2 separate regions of the Gossypium hirsutum genome follow, and region 2 is linked to region 1. A link is a contact called in public Hi-C data. All regions are on one chromosome and are shown on one strand. Each heading gives the region's core, a stretch centred on a gene start, on an enhancer-like site or on the middle of the called end of the contact. The rest is flanking DNA. Distances are from core to core; before and after follow the strand shown.

Region 1 (2,760 bases), core at 94-2,593:
AGTAAGTTTGTTAACAGAAATCAAATTAAGAGATAATTGTGGTAGACTCATAACAAATGGAGAGATGATGTGGGATTAGTGGTTTTAGACCCAATAACATTAGATTTTGAACCATCGGCTAAAGTGACAGGAGATATAGACTTATGTCGCTGAAAGAAAGTAAACTAGATTACCTGTCATGTGATCCGTAGCACCAGAATTAATGACCCATTTTGAAGAAGAGGAAACAAGACATGTATTGAGTTTACTTGACTCAACAAGAGCAGTAATGTGATCGGATGGCTGTTTCACAGTTTCTTGCAGCTGAGTCATTCTGGCATTCATCCGCAGGTATTGTAACAGACTTTTTAGAGGTCTCAGAACTAGATTCAATATGAACAAATTGAGCTTTCTTATACTATAGCTTCCTACAATCCAGCTTGATATGACCTGGTTTATGACAGTAGAAACATACAATTTCTCCTTGCTCCTGTCTACAAATTCCAATGTTCTTATCAGATTTGTAGAATCCCGACCCCATGCTCTTATTGTTGCCACCACTCTTGTATTGTTGTCTACCCGAGTCAGATGTGGTAGTGTGACTAATAAGAACATTGTTAGGCTGTGTAGATAGAACAGGTAACGAATTCTCCGTACAGAGGACCCTCTAAAAAACATCGTCTAGATTGGAAATTTCTGAACTGGAAAGGATTTGAGATTTGGCAGTCTTAATTCAGACGGAAGACCGACTAGAAAACTCATAACAGTCATCTTCTCTCGCTGATTTTGTTGTACCTCTACATCGGTACTGAAAGGAAGCAGCATATTGAGCTCTTCATATGTTTTCTTGAAGTCCATAAAATAAATGGTGAGAGATCTCTCTTTTATCTGCCCTGTAAAAATTCTTCCAAACATCATAGATACAAGAGATATTTCCTTTTCCAGAATATAAGAACTGCAAATAGTTCATTAATTGTTTCACTGTGTTACAATGAGTAACCAGACCAACCAACTCAATGTCAATAGAATTACAAATTTGTATATACAAGCAAGCATCTTCTCTCACCCAAAACAATCTAGAGTCATCCGTAGGTGGATTATCAGTCATATGACTATCCATAGAAATACTGAGCAAATATAATTCAATAGTATGGTTCCAATCAAGAAAATTAATTCCATTTAATTTATGTTCCGTTATTACCCACAAGATTGCTGCAAATTTCAACCGGAACTATATCAGAAACAATTCCAGTCTTTTTGTCAGACATAATTGCTGAAAAATTCAACAAGATAACAGATTACCCACAAGATAACCAAACCTGTCGTAACCAAGTCCCACACCTATATCGATGTTGACCCAAAAAATAGGTATGCAAATAGCGTTGAAAAACAGACACTAGTCGTTGGGTTCTGATCGACCGGCACACAACGTACCTCCCTAAGTTGGAGGTGTCTATGGATGAACCTTCAAAACCTAAATCTTAAATATAGTTAGAAAATGCAATTGGAAAATAAGTTTAACGAAAAAAAACGTTTTTAATTATTTTTTTAAATTAGAACTAAAGTAATAAACACTTAATTAAAATTGTACATTTTCGATTTTAAGATAAACACTTCGACCGGATAGTCTTCTCTACAAAATTTCCACTAAGGTAATTTTATAATTTCTCTAAACTTCTAGGCTAAGCTGTACATAAGAAAAATATTTCTAGAAAGTTTTTTAAATAATTTCTTCAGAAAATTTTCTCTATATAACTTTCTCTTAAATTTAAATGTGTGAAAAATAATTACTTATAGCTCTCTTTACATAAGGAGAGTTTAAAAAGTTCAACTATGATTAAGCTTAACTCTTTAATATTAAATTATATATTAATATTATTATATATTAAATTAATAGAATATTTATTATAGATAAATATTATATTAAATTTAATATTAAATCTATTAAAATAATATTATTTTTGGAAAAGTTAATTTAAAATCAAATTATCCGGTTGAGTCCCAATAAGAGTGTGATTCCCCCACTGTTCAATTGTCGGAGGACCACCCATTGTCCACGAAAATCTTGTCATCGTCGTCGCCGTCGGCACCAACGTGTCCGGTGGTGCCATCGTAGGTGCTACATCCTCATGGAACCTCGAGCCAGTTCAATCCAGGCCAGTGATGGCCCAGCCGATCCGATCCTGCCACCTGTTGGATCGTCGGCCCAGTTCAATCAGTTTTGGTTTCTTGAGTCCAATTTTTTATCTCAAGACCAAATTTCAAGTTAAATTACCCATTGGGCCAATTTTTTGACTTGAAAATTAATTTCCAAAAATATCATAATTATTTTAATTATTTTGATTAATTTATTTTTACTTGATCAAATTTAATTTTTCAAAATATCATTTAGATTTTCCAATTAATTTTTTAAGAAAATTCTTTAATCAAATTTTCTAGTTGAACAATTCTCATGATCGCCTAATGTAATTCCACATCGAATTAATCAACTCAATTAAATTATTTCCAAATTCGTAAAAATTTCTTCTGATTCAAATGTAGTCCAACAAGCTTTTGTTAAGCTAGCGAATGGACCAATCAGACATATAGAATTAGGCTCTAGTAATTGCAAATTATGTCCAAAAGCATCGTTCCAATAATTCACAATTTACTTAATCATGGAGTCAATTCACAAGAAGTATCATGGTTGACAACTCCTTATTGTATACTCTTTACGAAAGCAATTCATCCAACTGATTTGTCCAATGACCTCGTAATGCATGTGTTACCCTCATATGATGA
Region 2 (2,760 bases), core at 69-2,568, 110 kb before region 1:
AACCTTCCCAAGACAAGTCTTCGCGTTGTTTGCTTTGTTATGGTTGTAAACAAAAGCTTCAAGTGGGAGGCTTGACAACTTGTTTGGATCCGATACATTGAAATAGAAACTCTCGTTCCATACCGGATTGAGATCTTTCTCTTTAGTAGTGGTCCGGCATCTCTGGCCATCGAACTCGAGCTCCACAAAGGCACAGAATGATCCCTGCCCATCTTTGGCTAACAGGTCATGCGCCCCCACCACCTCCACCCCCAACTTGAGACTACTCATAGTTTGTATCAATCAAACCGGAACCAGAAATCACTTTATTGACTATCGATAATTGAAGTCGATCAAAATAATACCTGAAATAAAAAGAAAACTAACAGTTTAACAATGATAATTCATGTATGAATTTAAAACAGATGAATTTCAGTCCCTCCATGAACAAATAAGCAAGCAATATCGAAAGGATATAAGCACTGAAAATGCAAAAAAGCGCAAAACACAACAAATTAATACAACAAGAACCCAGTATAATGAGAATTAGCATGAAACTGCAATGAATTTTTTTATATATAAATAAATATTTTTTTCAATTTAAATTCTCCAAATTCTTGACAACCAAGCAGTATATAATCTGTAATTTTATCATGTAAAATTATGAAAAAGGAAAGTTGAGATTCCAGCCAGAGATTAAAAAGGGGAAATAATTCCATGAATTTTTTTCTCATACTAAAGCAAGATTCTGAGAGAAAGATACCATACTTTAGTTTCACATCAGAATATATATATACACACACATAGGATCTTTTTGATCCTTTTACAAAATCAAAGCTCAGTCCATGTTTCCTTCTGGGAAACAATTACTGGGTTTTTTTTTGTTATTTAAGAAACTTATGGCAAAAACTTTCCTCTATGAAAAGCGTCTATTTTTTTTTTAAAGTTTGAAGAAAGAAAAGGAAGAATCAGCTTACTTTTTTCAGGTTTCAAAGAACACCCAACAATCAGATACCAAGAGTAGAAAAAACCCCGAATACACAATAAAAATAAAATAAAATCATCGAACAAGAAGAAAAGAATTTAAGGGAATTTAAAGAGATTAAAAACAACTGACCTCTGTTTTAAAAGCTGAAAGCTCTGTTAGGAAAGTGAAAGGAAGCTTGAAAGGAGTGTATATGATAGCATCTATGAAACTTAGGAGAGAAGGAGATTAATTTAAAAATTTAGAAATAAAATACAGTTTGACCGAGAGAATATTAGAGAGTCGTCTAAAACGAGTAAAATGAAATGTTTTTTTCTGAAGATGATGGAGATAAATTAAAGAAAAATCAAAACGAAATAAGAAGAGATTCACTGTTTAAATTTAATTATCAGTTTCCAACTTTCCTTTTTTCCCTTTTGGTTAAATTTCACGAAAGTCCCTGTAACATTCTTGGGAAATTTAGTTTATGTGCTAAAATTTGTCATTTTTAACCTTTTACTTTTTCAAAATGTGTATTTTTTAAATTTTATTAAATAATTTCACTTGGATTATTTTTTAAAATATATGATGCTGCGGCATGTATACTTTGCAATTATTTTTTAGTTTTGGATAAATATTATACAGTTTTCTCTTTTCTTTAAACGTGTAAAAAAATTGTTACCATATAAAAAATATCAAAATTTATATGCCAAATCATCATATTTTTTAAAATTAAACCATTCCAAATTATCTGACAAAATTAACAAAAAAATAACCACCTATTTCGAAAATATAGGATCAGAAAGGGTCAAATTACAATAGAAGGATTAAAAATGAAAAAAAGGTATAAAAAAGGGACTTTCAAGAAATATCGACCTTGTTTTCACTTCTAATCTTATACGACAACGATACGGGTGTTGACGTTTTTTTTTCTTTTTAATACAATTTCAACACTCTTGAATGTGCTCGTTATGGCACGCGCTGTACTTTATTGACACGTGTGGTAATTCTTTTCAAATTGCATGTCGATGTCGTCTTTAGTTGACTGTTCTTTAATTTAATTTAGCGTGTTTTTCAAATTATTTTGACAACTTAACTGAAAATTAGATGATTGGTTCAAAAAAAAAATGAATATATGAATTTGTTACATTGTTCATTAATGTTTTTACGAAATGAAAAGTTTTAACTCTTTATTTTATTAAATTTTAGGGGTATAATTAGGTATCAATTAAAATAATTTATCAATTGGCCAGATAAATGGTTTTAATGTATTGCTTTTTATTAATAAAAATAATTATTTTTTAAAAAAATGAATTTTGTTGTGGGCTTTCCTCCTCCATTCATTTTCCAGATTTTATTTAGTTGATCAACAGGAAATTAAAAAGCAAAATAGAATAAAGCAAAACTTTTTGGTTCAAGGACTAGTATTCATGCTTTCCTTATTCAATGTGCTAACATTTAATAACACCAGCTAATTAGTTTTGGGAAATAAAAATACAATTATTTACAGTAAAAGAGGAAAACAAATTTGAAATTCATAACTTAGTATTCTATCCAAAAAAATTCCTAAATTAGTCAAACTTGATTTTATTATGTACAAAACAACTTAAATGAGTAAAATTGTTCTCATGTAAAATTAATTAGGGATTTTTTTTTGCATATTTAAATATGTACAGAATAGTTGAATGAAAGTTTAATAATAAAAAATTATAATTTTTTTATATATATTTGGTTGATAAAATGTAATTATATCGTAATTCGTTATGCCATATTTGTAGTATAAATTATAATTATACAATTATATAATTTATATAAAA

What was found. A called contact is a pair of places that touch in the nucleus more often than the background predicts.
Region 2: a contact with region 1 is called in a Hi-C map of leaf, with 2.1 times the contacts expected there. The contact joins the promoter of LOC107934310 here to the enhancer-like site in region 1. A contact is called at or near these places in 5 of 34 Hi-C or Micro-C datasets (callus, leaf and petal).

What each region holds. Positions count from the first base shown.
Region 1 is chrA08:104,156,639-104,159,398 of Gossypium_hirsutum_v2.1, reverse strand. It overlaps the pseudogene LOC107934301. Among protein-coding and RNA genes, the nearest start is that of LOC121205891, 14 kb to the left of the region's middle. Within about 2 kb of position 1,343, at least 5 of the 9 cell types and tissues checked have an H3K27ac peak or open chromatin away from gene starts, as enhancers often do.
Region 2 is chrA08:104,267,119-104,269,878 of Gossypium_hirsutum_v2.1, reverse strand. It overlaps LOC107934310 (FT-interacting protein 3), which reads right to left and starts at 1,318. Exons shown (of 2, transcript XM_016866693.2): 1 at 1,097-1,318; 2 at 1-344. The coding sequence starts at 270.